Regions from separate parts of the Macaca mulatta genome. Here region 2 is linked to region 1. Evidence: chromatin contacts called from public Hi-C data. All regions are on one chromosome and are shown on one strand. The core of a region is the stretch at or near the end of the contact, and the rest is flanking DNA. Distances in the headings are between cores, read along the strand shown.

Region 1 (7,161 bases), core at 1,848-4,347:
GAGTTTGAGTTTACTTAAAATACTGTAGAGTCTGAGAACTAATTAGTCCACACAGGGACTTTTTAAAAACAGTTTCCTAAGTAGTCTTGTAATCTTCTATAAACCAATTCATTCTGGACCTAGTTTACAAGGAAATCAATTTAAAATACTGTTTTCATCATCTCTCCTTTGCACAAGGACCTGATGATTCCCCTCTTCTAATGGGACTGCGTTCAAAGTCTTTTTGATATTTCTGAAGGCTACCAGTCTCATGAAAGCTTCTTATCTCATGTTCTTAGTCCTTAACTCCCTGAAGTGTACCTTCCACTTTTGTCAGGCAGATCTTTCTACCTCCTATTCACAACATGCTGTTGTTACTTTTATCTCTTATAAATGCTCTGTCCCCAAAGTTAAAAGTCTTCATCTAACTTTTTACTTATACTGAGGTCAAGCTCAAGTTCCACGACTCTGGAAGCTGCCCCTTTGGCCTGCACTGACCCATCTCTTCTTGCTTGAATTCACACTATCACAAATGCTTGCTCCAAATGTAGTTTGTAGTTTCAAATGAATGTAGTTTCAAAACTGTGTTGGGTCACTATCATGGAGGTAGAGGTGTGGGAGTGGTCACTGTTTCATGCAATGCCAACCACAGAAAAGAAAAATAACTATTACTTGAACATTTAAAAGATTCAGATAACCAAATTTGAATTCTTTCCAAGTCAACCTTAAAAACTCACCATCTATCAGTCAATTAAACAAAAAAAATTAGAACACTGACTTTTTCCCCACTGCAAAATAGGCCACTCTTCCACAAAACACAACACATGGCTAACACAATGAGACTACTGTGAGTAACTGCTCCCTCAAGATGAGGCACAGAACGAGACACATTCAAGAAGGGGTATGAGATTGCAAGGAAATAAAGGGTGTTTATATAGAAACAAACCTGGATCCACTTAAATTTATTTCTTTAAAGTCATTTTTAAACTTTGGTATTTTCACTATTTTTCCAAAAAAATCACTTCCTACTCATATCTCACAACTAGTGGTTTTGCATCCCAACATTACAGGTAAGGCTGACTTTAAAGACAATCCAATCAGCTACGGCATATCCATTATTACATTAATGACTAATGTTTTTTCAAAATAATCATATTTGTACTTACTTGAAAGATACCTTTACTTTAGGTTTAAAATAGGGTGCATTCTGGTCTGCCAAAAAGACGATTAAGTCGTTTCCTAAAGGAAACAAATATATGATATTAGAAAAATGTTTCTTGGTAAGATACCCCATCAGTGGTTACAAGAAGGTTTCTGGGCACTGTTTTCAACAAGAAAACTTTTATTCTACTCCAGTTCATCTGCCCTCTCAAGGATAGTTCCACTAGGCCAATGGAGAGGCCTAACATTATATCACAAGTTCAATGTTCAAAGTAGCAGAGGAATAGAAAGGATGAACATGGGAAAAAGCAGCTGATCAAGAGAAACTGAAGCCAGTGGATTCTGCAAGGAGTCAGATTGGTTGACTTAAAAGAACCATATAAAGAAGATGCCTTATAACTATACTACATGTCAAGACTTGTCTTCCCCGAATCTAGCAATGCTGCCTCTTGTAACGCTGTTTGGTTCATTACACAGATGCATCACACCAAAGATGCAGGGACTCCCACTGTAGATATCTGACAAGGACATAATTAAGCATGTGAGCATAAAACGCTGAATCCTCCAAGACCCTTCTCCTATTGGGCCATCCTCTAGAGGCTGACACATTCTTGGAGCTCAATTAGCACTCATTGAGACAGACTTTTGGAATTGTTTAATCAAACACAGGCCATCTTTAAAGTCAATGCTACTCTCTGTATCCAGTTTGGACAGAGTGGCAACAAGTTTTTGGCAGTACATTGCAAAATGAGGAGTCAAAAAGATTGGGAAAATATTCAGGGTCCGTAAGAGGCTCCTGCATCCTGGCAAGGGCCCCAAGAAGTCTGGTTTAGGATCCTGTCAGACAAGCTCTGAGTAGCTCTTCCTTCCTTCCTTCGTGGCATTGATCTTTAAGCAGCACCTACTTCTGTAGGTACTCAAGAACGCTAAGACCCCCTAATGCCCACTGTCAGCATTAAGATTTATAAAAAAGTTAGTTTAATGATGGTCAAAGGAAATAATTTCCAAGAACAAGTTAGCAAAGAAAGTAGAGATTTGGAACACTAAAGTGATGACCAAGGTGAGGAAAGTGTACACGAAAGAACAGGCAGCTCAAGAGAGAAATTTCTGTAGTTTGAGACTGCTTTCCCAAGGAGGCATTGGTTTTATCAGTGGTCCCTGCAAAATGCTTGTGTGAGCTGTTGAGTGTTTACGCCCTTGGAAGGGTACATTTGCTTCAAAGAAAGCTGTGGCCTTGACAAAGGGGGGGCGGGGGGCGAATTAGGTAGGTGGGGAGGCAAGGAGAAGCCCCCTATGAGAAGACATTGTCAAGCTGCACCTTTTCCTGTTCATCAACGGGGAAGGAAGACTGAAGCAAAATAGAATGGAATGAGAGGGCCTTAGGAGCGAACGTTGAGGCAAGCTACAAAGATTCCTAAGAATCAGGAAGCACTTTGGAAGGCAGGTGATTCCATAGGGAGGAGGGGGAAGGGTGACTGGGAGAAGGCTGCAGACTTCTTAGGCAAAAAACTGGGGTGCTGTCAGGGGGTAGGTCAAACTGTAGGGTGGCTGGGTCAGAACTTGGGGTTGGAAAGGGTGGTGCAAAAGGGCAAACTGTCAATAATGCTAAAGGGAAGGCCACAGGGCTGGGAGAGAAAGGCCAGGAAATGCTAAAAGACCGGCCACTGGGCAATGGGTTTAGGGAACACCGGGAGGGGCACACGGACAGCGAACAGAGGGAGGGCCCGGCAAGCACTGACTTTCCCGCAGCACGAAGAGGTCCGTCTGCTTGTCGGAGTTGAGGTCCCCGAAAGCCGCAAGGGTGCCCCAGGCCTCGGCCCCAAAGAGCTCGGCCGTGACGTTGTGCAGCGCCCGCGCTGGGACCGGCCCGACTCCCAGTAGTGCAAGCCCCGTGAGGAGAGGCGACAGGAGCGTCCAGGAGCTCGGCAGCCGGCCCGCCGCCGCCATGGCAGCCCCTCGGCCCCCGCCCGCCGGCCCAGCGCCGCGCTTGACGGCAGCCGTAAAGCACCGCGTTACCGGCCGAGAGAGTGACTAGCAGCCCCGGGACGCGTAAGAGCCGCTGCCGGATCCTTTTTCTCTCTCCCACTAGGGCTGCCCTTCCGACGCTAAAAAGACAGTGGAGCTAGGGTGAAAGCCGCCCTCACGCTCACTTCCGGCAGGCGCGCCTCCCGACAGTGTCGTGCGGGGGGCGTGGCCGAGCGGGCATTGCTGACAGGCGGCCCCGGGGGCGGTGGCCAAGGCGGCGGCTGGAGCGCGATGGCGGGGGCGGCGGGGCTCACGGCCGAAGTGAGCTGGAAGGTCTTGGAGCGAAGAGCTCGGACCAAGCGCTCAGGTTTGGCTGGCTGGGGCGCCGCCCCCCTCCCCGAGTACCTGGGGTGGTGCTTCATCCTCAAGCACCTTGGTGGGAGGCAGGCGGGGGCCCTGGGAATGAACCTGTGCCCCGAGTTCTCCCTTAGAAACAGTTGGCGGCCCTGACCTTGCTTCTGATATCTTCATCCACCTCTAAAAATTAGGTGGTGGTGCCTACTCCATTGTGTGTGTGCCCCCGACTCTATTCAACTTATGATCCCCACTCGGAAAGTAGGCAGCGGTCCGGACTTCCCTTAGAGTCTTCTAACTTAAAAATCTGGCGGCGGCACATTCCTGGGAAAGGGAATGTGTCCTCCCTGTGAATGTTCTCCCCAAAAGTCAGATAGCTTAATCAGATCAAGTCAGATGTAACTACGATCGGGCTGCAGAAAGCCGGCGTCTGCTCCTTGCCTTATGTCTTATATCCCTTTTACATTCCCACAGGTTCTAAGCAGTAGACCTGTCATCTGTCTAGCAGAAATTGAAGGAGACTGGGCCTCAGATCTTGAAGTGCATAGTTAGGGCTCAGAAGGAAAAGGGGCTCCTTAAGTGGTTCCAGGTTGTGTGGTTACCAAGCCAGAAAGCGTAGAGGTCAGAAGGTGCCTTGCAGGCAGTTTTAACAGTTTCAAGTGTCCCGAACTGACTTGTTCAAACTGCAAGTCATGACTTGTGGCATTATCAGCACTTGTGGCTGATGACTCCTAAAAGCTGGGATTAAAACTTCCCGTATTCCTGGCTGGCTGGATATAATCTTGAGCAAAAAGCATGTACTTAAACAGGAAAGGTGGAAGGCAGAATACAGGTTTTCAACTAAGGAGCTTCCCTTTTAAAGAACTGCATCATTGGGGGGGCGGTAGTGTGAAAGGCCTTAGCTAGGAAAATTAACTTTGCACTTGCATTGATATTAAGAAATTATTTTCGGCCGGATGCGGTGGCTCATGCCTGTAGTCCCAGCACTTTGGGAGGCCGAGGTGGGCGGATCACCTCAGGTCAGGAGTTCGAGACCAGCCTGGCCAATCTGGTAAAACCCCATCTCTACTAAAAATACAAAGCTTAGCTGGGCGTGGTGGCGGGCACCTGTAACCCCAACTACTCGGGAGTCTGAGGCAGGAGAATTGCTTGAACCTGGGAGGCAGAGGCTGCAGTGAGTGGAGGTCACACCACTGCACTCCAGCCTGGGTGACAGAGGGAGACTCCGTTTCAAAAAAAAAAAAAAAGGAAAAAAAGAAATTATTTTCTCAGCTAATATGTCCTCCTTATGTTTTGGGCTTTTCCCATTTATGAAGTTCTTAGTTGTCTGTTGTGCACATTTTTTTTTTTTTTTTTTAATTTGGAGAAAGTAAATCTAATTTCTGAAAATCTAATTTCAGAAATCATACACCCAACATTCTGTTTTTTATACCTTACAAAAAGTTGAGCTTTATTTACTCAGAGTTATAGTAAAATTACCAACTGTGAAGTATGAGGTAATTTTTTCAAAAAGTAGTCCTTAGTACTACTAAAAATCAATAAAGTGACTTGGAATAGTTAGATGTATTTGTTTCACACTTTTTCTTAAATTGTTTTTGAGTCATATAGAAATACTGAGTTGGCTACTAACAATGTGGCTATCTGGATATAAAAGTGTTATTGGATTGGTTATATCTAAACAGAGAGTAACCGGAGTTTTCTTACAGGGACCTGAGTACTGCCCCCAACATATATTTTTGCAAGATTTCTCTTTTCCTTTCATAAGCACGTAGAGTTTATTTTCTTTGTTAGTCTTTGTTTCCTCTGAAATGCATGCCATTAACAGTAAGCTTTGAAAACCTTACTTCTCTTTTCTTAGCTGAGAAAAAAAATTTTAGTGTTAACTGTTGTTGAATGCAGTTATGTAAATCCACTTTTATATGCAAAGTGCATAGTATCAATGTTGAATGTTCCTGTATGTTTACATCCTAGTAGTAAAAAGAGATACCACTTGAATTCATTACTCCAAATTAGTAGTTAAATTTGAGGTTTCAGATTCTTATAAGTATATGAAGTACAGATGATAAAGTTAGTAACTCGAGTTAAAAACTTCCTGTGTCATTAAAAGCAATCAACTTGATTCTGTTTGTTACTTTTAGAAGAATATATAAATGGAGCTTTGTTAGAAACCGACTAACCTGCCTGGAGCATAGAGTCCTCCTCACAGAGTTCTGAGCATTGTTACATAGTAGCATAATTACTTCACTGCACAATAGAGGATACTACTTTTATGTAATATTTAATAAGCGGATATTATATAGTTCCTGTCTCTTCCATATGAGCAAGTGTAATTTATCAAACCAAAGAAAATCACATATTCAAGTCATAAAAGAGAAAATAAAATTATAATGATCCTCAGTTACTGCCTTCGTTGTGCACTGCATCATGTTAATAACTGCTCACACTGCTTTCAATTAATTTAACACTGATTGCTTCTAACCTTTACTAAACAGTTTTAAAATTGCTGTAGCTTAGCCTGTGACGCTTATGATTAGAGCCAACAATTTGAAATGGCCTGCTCACCTGATGCAGTCGTCTCTTCGTCTTCTACTTTCTTAAGGTCTGGTAAGTGTTGTAGACCCCAAAAGGGTCACTTGGTAATTTTAAATACCTTTGTTTCTGACGGTTGATTTCACTATAAGATATCATTATGTCTTTATTTCTTGTTTGGTGGGCCCAGGCCTGAGTACCAGGCTGGTGTTAGGTTTAACTTTACATTGTGTTTTGAATGTGGCCTATTGTGTTCTTCTCATGTGGGGTTTGAAAAGGACAGAAAGTGGAGTGCCTGCCCTGATACTTGCAAGCTGTTTGAGCAGAGGCAGTTCCTCAGTGTCTGGGAGCTCCCATTGTCAAATGTGCACATAGTGTATTTCTTAAATGATTTTTGTCTTCTTGCCACAAAGGAAGTAACTTTTACAAATTAGGAATCTTTGGTCAACATCCCACTTATCTATTCTTCATCAGCTTACTGTGAAGCAGGTTATTAGTATATACGTTTTCATAGACAGGAAGCGACTTAACCCAGGGAATATTTTAAGGACATGTGCTTTGGCCTTTATCCTGTGCCATCCTGGTGTAAGGGCTGGAACAGATGTTGGCACAATGGCTCTTTGACCGTTGTGTTGATGCACTCCTTTGAGAGCTGGATGAAAGCTATGGAATTGCTCTCCAGATGTGTGCACAGGATTTTGAAAACAATCTGAGTGATTCATGGACCCAGACATGATTACCTATGCATTCCCATTAGGAACTAGGTCTTTGGATGTATTCAGTCTCACTTTAGGGAAGAAGACACACATTTCGTTAGGTGGCCACATAGCTGAAATGAAAACTGAAACATTTAGAGCACTTTTCTGTAGTTATGGCTTAACTTGGGCCATTTAAAACCTATTATGTGCTAGAAAACCGGGAGAAGGCTGCTGGTAAGAGGCTACTTTTTCTATAATGCCTTTTAAGCAGAATATTTCAAGCCTCAGGACTCACGAACAGGCAAATGTGAGATGAGCACCCCCAAACACAGTGAAAACTCCTTGGCTTCACCATAGCCTTTCAGAAGTGTTTCTCCCTCTTCATTCATTTTCATTTATATTTCAAGTCCTGTTCTGGCAAGATAGAGGAGGAAAATCTTGAAGAAAGTAAATAAGAAATAGCTTAAGGAAGAAT
Region 2 (7,161 bases), core at 2,200-4,699, 570 kb after region 1:
ATCCATTTACCATCCATCCATCCATCCATCCATCCATCCATCCATTTCATGCATTCAGCATTTTGTTGAGTGACTAGTGTGTCCCACTCATGAACAGAATCTTTGCTTTTTTCAGCTGCAAGTAATATTTATTCAGGTAAAAATATCAGATCAAAACACCATCTCTTTGACATTTACATTCATCCCAGTGACGATATGGGATCAGCTGCATCACAAAACATAGCTACTCTGCAGAAATCAGTTTTTAAAACAACCAAAGAAGCAATTTGACTAGGCAATTATTAAGTGTATAACTGGGCTTATTAGATTTCTCTGTAGAGTATTATTCTGAAATCTTTGAAAGTAATTTTTAGTTGTGGAGGTAAAGTATGACTACGTGTCTTTTAAAAAGAAGAACAAAAGGAAGGAAAGAAGGGAGAGATAGAGGATAGAGGTGAGAACATCACAAATGTCTCTTTGCTAAGATCGCTTTTCTTCCTAGGCCTAACCATGGTTCCCTCCCTTTGCCTAAGGCCACCACTGTTATGAGGTAGGATTTACAGACTTTTTATATGCGTTTATATGCTTATTTACAGTATCACATAATTTATATTAAAATACACACAAAATAATGCCCCACATTTCTCCATGGGTAATCACATATACATGCATTCGCTGATATCTTTCTGGAAAGCAATTTCAAAAGTTTCTCATGGTTTTAGTAGAAATGGACAGGGAATGTTGGTCATTTGTTCCCTGCTTTACAGCTTAAATTTAAAATCCCTGGTTAAACATCAGTGCTTTGGTGGCAGCAATGGCTGGGCTTGGGGCAGAATGATGGCATAAATTTGTAGAAATATAATTTTTCCAGATCAATTAAAATTTAAAACCTCCTGCTTTTATAGAGGGTACTGCATTATCAATTTTCTCCAGTGTTTTTTTTCTTAGTAGGGGCTGGGAATTAGGAAAAGCAGTGTATTACCACTCTGACTTTCACAAGCCTAGCCTTTGCCCAAAACCCACTTGCTCTTCGTTCACTCTCCCTGAATTGAGAGCAGAGAAATTGCTACCTGGGGAAAAATAACTTGAACAAGCAAGAATCTTAAAGCATGGGGCTGTCACTATATCAAGCCCAAACTGGAGGTGGTCGGGGCATAAAAACAGGGCCTTAAGTCACAATGTTAGGCTTGCTGTCACTCTGACAGGAACCTTTCTGTGTGGCTGCTCTGCCACATCATTAATTCATTGCCTGTTCCCTTTAGGCTGCACTCTGGCGGTACCGATCATAATACATTCATTTGCTTTTAATACAAAGAGTTCATTCTTACCCCCTCTGCCCCAATTTTATCCCCAGCTCTGCTCCCCAGCATAGATCAGTGAACTCCAAATGTCATACTGTAACAATGATACCACCATCCATTAGCAGACGGAGGAACTCCTAAATTGGAAATCTTTAAACTTAAAAAATATGCGTCCGAGTTATAAGTCAGCAGGATTTCTAGATATATTCAAATAGTCTATGTAAACATGAATAACTATGCATGTTACCTAAGAATCCATGTTAAATTATTCATTCATATAGCAGATTTTCCAATTAACCCAGAGTTCTCTTCTATAGGATGAATGCTTTTTTTGAGAGTAATGATTATATTTTTAATAGTTTGTGTTTATTATAAAGATTTGAAGTAATGCCAAATCTATAAAGAAGAAAGTAAAAGAGTTACCCTGAATCTAGCCCCCAGAAATAGATATCATTAAAATAATGTGACTATTTTAAAAGTTGCAAGAATATCACTCTACATACCTCTTTCTCTTTTGCATATATACAGATAGGAGGGCAGACGAATCAACTAAAATACATTTCTCTGAAGTAGGTGATGCATACTATTTTTAAAAATAAATTTAATTTAATTTTACTTGAATTTAGGAAAACAAATGGTGATTAAACTGAAAATATTTATGAATTTCAGGTAAAATTTTCTAAACCACCAGAGGTATTAATTGCTGAAAGATTCCTCTTAGCTTAAAATGATAATGAGCTGGGCATGGTGGATCATGCCTATAATCCCAGCACTTTGGGAGGCTGATTTGGATTGATTACTTGAGCCCAGGAGTTTGAGACCATCCTGAGCAACATGGAGAAACTCTGTCTCTACAAAATACAATAAAATTAGCCAGACTTGGTGGTGCATGCCTGTAGTCCCAGCCAGTTGGAAGGTTGAGATGGGAGGATCCCTTGTGCCTGGGAGGTCAGGGCTGCAGTGAGCCATTATACTCCAGCCTGGGCAACACAGCAAAATCTTGTCTCAAAAAAAAAAATAAAAATAAAAATAAATAATATGATAATGACAATGAAAACTGGAAAAGGTTGAAATCATATGTTTTAGCTATGTATACAAATTTAAAATAATGTTTATACATTTCATTCTATGGAAGACATGGAAATTAGCACTACCTCTCTCTATTTTTGTTAGTTTTTTTTAAGTTTTCAAGATTTATGACATTCACAAGTTAGTCTGTGATTATAATTTCCAACTTACTTAGTCCCGGTTGATATTTGTGTGGCTCCAATGCTCAGAACCTGCCCCTTTCCTGTTTTTTCTCCACCGTTAGTTCTTTATCTGGACTTCTCTCTTAAGTGGCTGAATTTTGTTGTTGGGTGATCTTTTCAAAAGGACTCAGGAGTGTTGCTCTTCCATGGTTCTGTCCCAAGGAGAATCTCTGCTACTGTGACATTAGAAGGACATGGTATTGGAAGGCAATAGATTGGGAAGGTGTGTAACATCCAGCCCCTGTGACCAGAGAGGATAGAGGTGCTGCCAGCATCTTACTCAGCCTGCTGGATTGCAGGGGTCCAAATGTAGCTGCATTTAGGAGAAGGAGGCAGAGGAGGGGGAGAGAGAGGGAAGAGGAGGGGAAGCAGGAGGAGGGAGGGGAGAGGGAGGGAATGGAGGAAGAGTAGGGGGAAGAGAGAAAGGAGAGGAGGGACAGGGAAAGAAGGAGGAGAAGTGGAAGGAGGGAGAGGAAGGGCAGAAAGAGGAAGAAGAAGAAGAGAAGGAAAAGGAACAGGAGGAAGGGGAGGTAAAGGAGGATGAAGGGAAGGAGAGGAAAGAGGAGAGAGAGTGGGACCATGAGTTAGGGTGGGCAGTGACTCTGCAGGAGGAAAGGGTGCCCTGGACTGGTCACTTGTGGGTGCTGGAAAAAGGCTGCCCACCAGAAGGTCACCCCCACGTTCATCCCAGCTCTTGGAGCAGCTGCACGTAGAATGCAAAGGAGGAGGACAAAAGCCCCCATGAAATCCCAGAGGCCAGGAAGTGAGCTCAAACAGGCCTGCCAGGGAACTAATGAGGAAATCCTGCCACCTGAAAGCCAAACCCTCTGTGGAATAAAGCAGGGTGAAACTAACCAAATCAATCAGAGTCAAAGCAAATGCAAAGGCGGTGAGGGTGGGAGGAAATGAAAAGCTGGTGAACAGGCACAGCTGGTCCATTCAGAGCTAGTTTCATATCTCTCAATTGCAGGACGTGCTTTGCTCTTCAAGAACGTCCACACCTGTTTCCTCATTCAGCCTCTCAGCAACTCTGCAGAGTTGACAGGACCCACCCCATTTCACAGAAGAAGGCACCAGGCTGGAAGATCCAGGGCTGGTGGTACCTGCTAATCCGGGGGGTGGGGGCGGTTTCTATGCGATGCTGCCCCTATTACATTCAAAAGACAATAAAAGAAAAAAGGCAAACAGGATGAAACTAGGAGAGTTTACACACTTTCCACGGTGTGCTTCTTTTGGTTGCCTTTTGCAAGGGGGAGGCTGGGGCCAGCTAGGTAGTGGCGCCCCATCATCTTTGGTTACCTGGCATCCACCCTTTCCCTAATAGCCTGCCTCTTTCCCACTGGGGAATTACTTCCTTTCCCTCCCCACTGTGGGCAATCTTAGTGCAAAATAATTTTAGATGTTCACTTTTACTGCAGAGATGAAGGGAGCCAAACCCATCCCAGGACATTTGGGAGAGGTGTCTTCCCCACAGACTTTGAATGTTGAGGAAATGCTAAAAGCAAAACTGCAAATGGTTAGAGGTCATTCATCATAGCAATGGTGGAGGTTGTAAGGGCCATGACATCCTCTTTGTGGTAGAACAGCTCCTGCCTGTTACATCTTCGTTTATATAAAGAGGCTAAAGTTGCTTTCTGTCACACGTAGCCCAGAGCCCTAACTGATGCAAAGGGGTTTGGCAGACTCATAATCTTTCCAAAGCTCCAGCCCCATACTTAGTCATTAAGGCCCTAATGGATAGCCAAGGAATTAGGATGGGGGCAGAGAGGAATAGATCCTCCCTTCCTCGCTGGGCCGTGCAGCTACAGGTGAGCAGATCCTGAATTTGGCAGGTGCACAGCAGTCATCAGTAAATCACATGAGAAGCTCTTGGAGCCTCCAGGATGGTGGATTGGTGGCTGCTAAGATTTTAATGTACATATCCATCCAAAATTCATGTTGGAACTTAAATCCCAAAGTGATGGTGGGAGATGATTAGGCATGAGGGCTCCATCCTTGTGAATGGGATTAATGCCTTTATAAAGAGGCTTCCGAGAGCTGGCTGGTCATCCTGTCCCTTCTGCCAAGTGAGGACACAGCATTCATCCTCTCTGGAGGACACAGCAACAAGGAAGCAACTGAATCTGCTGGCACCTTGACTTCAGACTTCCTAGCTTTTGGACATGGATGAAGAAATAAACTTTTATCATTTATGAATTACTCCATCTGTGGTATTTTTCTATGGCAGCAGGAACAGACTAAGACAGGCCAAGCCTGGAGGACCCTGAGTCTAAAGGCTGCATTAAGCTGGGGTTGCCTAGGGACACAGGCTTTGTATAGGAACATTCCAGAGATGCATCTCTACCACAAAGTCATTCAAGATGTCATTTCCTCCTGCCAGCAGAGTGCCAGGCTCCCTGTAGAAAGGCTACCCCCCAATTCTCACTGCTATTGTGGCAAAGAGACGCTTGGAAGCGCCTGCCTGGGAAATGTCTGAGTTAAGTGTGAAGCTTTCACCCTTGGACTCTGTATGGGAGCAGAACATCCACTCCTGGGGCTGCCCATCAGCATGCATCTTCCACTTGATGGCAGAGCTTTGCTACCAGAGTGCGCACCAGAGCAGCCCCACAGGCAAGCCTCTGTAAGCCCCAAGGGGCTCTTTCCTGCTGCCGAGTGAAACTTTCCCTCTGCAGGTGAAGGATGGCTGCCTTCCTGATGCTACTTCTCTCCTCCTTTTACTCCTTTTATTGGAGTAGGTAGTTAGGAAGACATAAGCAGGGCAGGAGGGGGCCCCTCCACCAGGAATGTCAGGTGACCATCAGGCGATGGTCGGGTAATTATTAAACTGTCTCTCTAAAATAATCATTGGTCACAGCCAGCATCAGGGAAAGGCAGTATCTCAATAGATAGAAAACACCTGAGGCTGATGATCGGCAGCTTCCTGATCTCAGGAGTTGGGCTAGTGGACTCAAGCATGCGCATTAAGAGGCAAATGGTGGAGATTACCTGGCATATGACCTTCCTCTAGGAACACTCATCTGGTAAGGGAAGGATGTCTCAAGTGAGCATGTGCACAACTTCAGTTAACACACTGTGCACGTGGTCCCCCCCAAGTGCTGGTAGGCCACTGTGCATGTGGACAGCCTGCTCCAAGGGAAGAACCAGAGGACAAGAGATGCAAGACCCCCAAAGCATGCCAACGTATGAAACCCCAAGTCAAAGGTCAAACCACACATTTGATCTCTCAAGTCACCTGCTTGGCCCTCTTCCAAGTGTACTTTACTTCCTTTCATTCCTGCTCTAAATCTTTTTAAATACACTTTTATGTCTGCTCTAAAACTTGCCTCAGTCCCTTACTCTGCCTTATGACCTTCAGACAAATTCTTTCCTCTGAGGAGGCAAGGACCGAGTTGCTGCAGATCCGTATTCACTACTGCTAACACTCTTACAGCAGAAGAAAGGGAACACGGTTGCTCGTTGTGGAAGTTAGTGGTAAGTGAAAGAGTCTAGTAGAAACCAAAAAGCTTTTATTTTACTTTATTCATTCCCTCCTTCTTAAGAAGGCTGCTTGCAAAACAGAGATGAGAAAGCACAATGGGTAGGGCCACAGCAAAAGAAGAAGCAAACCCTTCCCTCTGTTACTGGTGGAGGGTGTCTAGGTTCTTGGTGTCCGGAACAAAGAATTGGACAAAACGTACAAAGCAAGGAAGGAATGAAGGGATTTATTGAAAATGAAAGTACACTCCACAGTGTGGGCACGGGCCTGAGCATAGGTGCTCAAAGGCTGTGTTACAGAGTTTTTGAGAATTTAGCTACCCTTGACTTGGGGTATGCCCTATGTAAATGAAGAGGATGAAGTAAAGTTACAAAGTCATTTACTTGGTGTATGCTCTATGGAGAGGATATTTCCTGTTGTAGGTGAAGTGTGAGTTGGCCTCATGCTCCCTGCCTCCAGACCCTATTTTTCTGTGTCACCTCCTGCCCTTTTGTAACCACCCAGAGGGTTCCCCTTGCTCACTGACTAGACAGAGCCAATTCATCAAGACAGGGGAATTGCAATAGAGAGAGAGTAATTCACACAGAGCCGGCTGTGCAGGAGACCAGAGTTTTATTATTACTCAAATAAGTCTCCCCAACCTTTCAGGGAGTAGAGTTTTTAAGGATAACTTGGTGGGTGGAGAAAAGCCAGTGAGCAGGGAGTGCTGAATGGTCAGAGATGAAATCATAGGGAGTCGAAGCTGTCTTCTTGCACTGAGTCGGTTCCTGGGTGGAGGCCACAAGATCGAAAGAGCCAGTTTGTTGATCTGGGTGGGCCAGCTGATCCGTCAAGTGCAGGTTCTGTGAAATATCTCAAGCACTGATCTTAGGAGCAGTTTAGGGAGAGTTAGAATCTTGTAGCCTCCAGTTGCATGACTTCTAAACCATAATTTCTAATCTTGTGGCTAATGTTAGTCCTACAAATGCACTCTAGTCCCCAGGCAAGAAGGAGGTCTGCTTTGGGGAAGGACTGTTACCATCTTTGTTTAAACTATAAACTAAACTAAGTTTCTCCCAAAGTTAGTTCAGCCTATGCCCAGGAATGAACAAGGACAGTTAGAAGCAAGACGGAGTCAGTTAAATTAGATCTCTTTCGCTGTCTCAGTCATAATTTT

Evidence for each region. Hi-C and Micro-C count contacts between places; a contact is called where the count stands out from the background.
Region 2: a Hi-C map of fetal cortex germinal zone shows a contact between it and region 1, with 2.8 times the contacts expected there. The contact joins the enhancer-like site here to the promoter of ITFG1 in region 1. A contact is called at or near these places in 2 of 14 Hi-C or Micro-C datasets (fetal cortex germinal zone and fetal cortical plate).

Annotation. Positions count from the first base shown.
Region 1 is chr20:42,888,008-42,895,168 of T2T-MMU8v2.0, forward strand. ITFG1 (integrin alpha FG-GAP repeat containing 1) reads right to left here and starts at 3,098. Exons shown (of 16, transcript XM_077987196.1): 1 at 2,880-3,098; 2 at 1,146-1,218. The coding sequence starts at 3,087. PHKB (phosphorylase kinase regulatory subunit beta) reads left to right here and starts at 3,381. Exons shown (of 32, transcript NM_001261044.1): 1 at 3,381-3,472; 2 at 5,969-6,063. The coding sequence starts at 6,009.
Region 2 is chr20:43,458,797-43,465,957 of T2T-MMU8v2.0, forward strand. No RefSeq gene overlaps it. Among named protein-coding and RNA genes, the nearest start is that of ABCC12, 97 kb to the right of the region's middle. Within about 2 kb of position 3,450, at least 7 of the 40 cell types and tissues checked have an H3K27ac peak or open chromatin away from gene starts, as enhancers often do. A contact at or near this core is called in fetal cortex germinal zone, where this site is marked.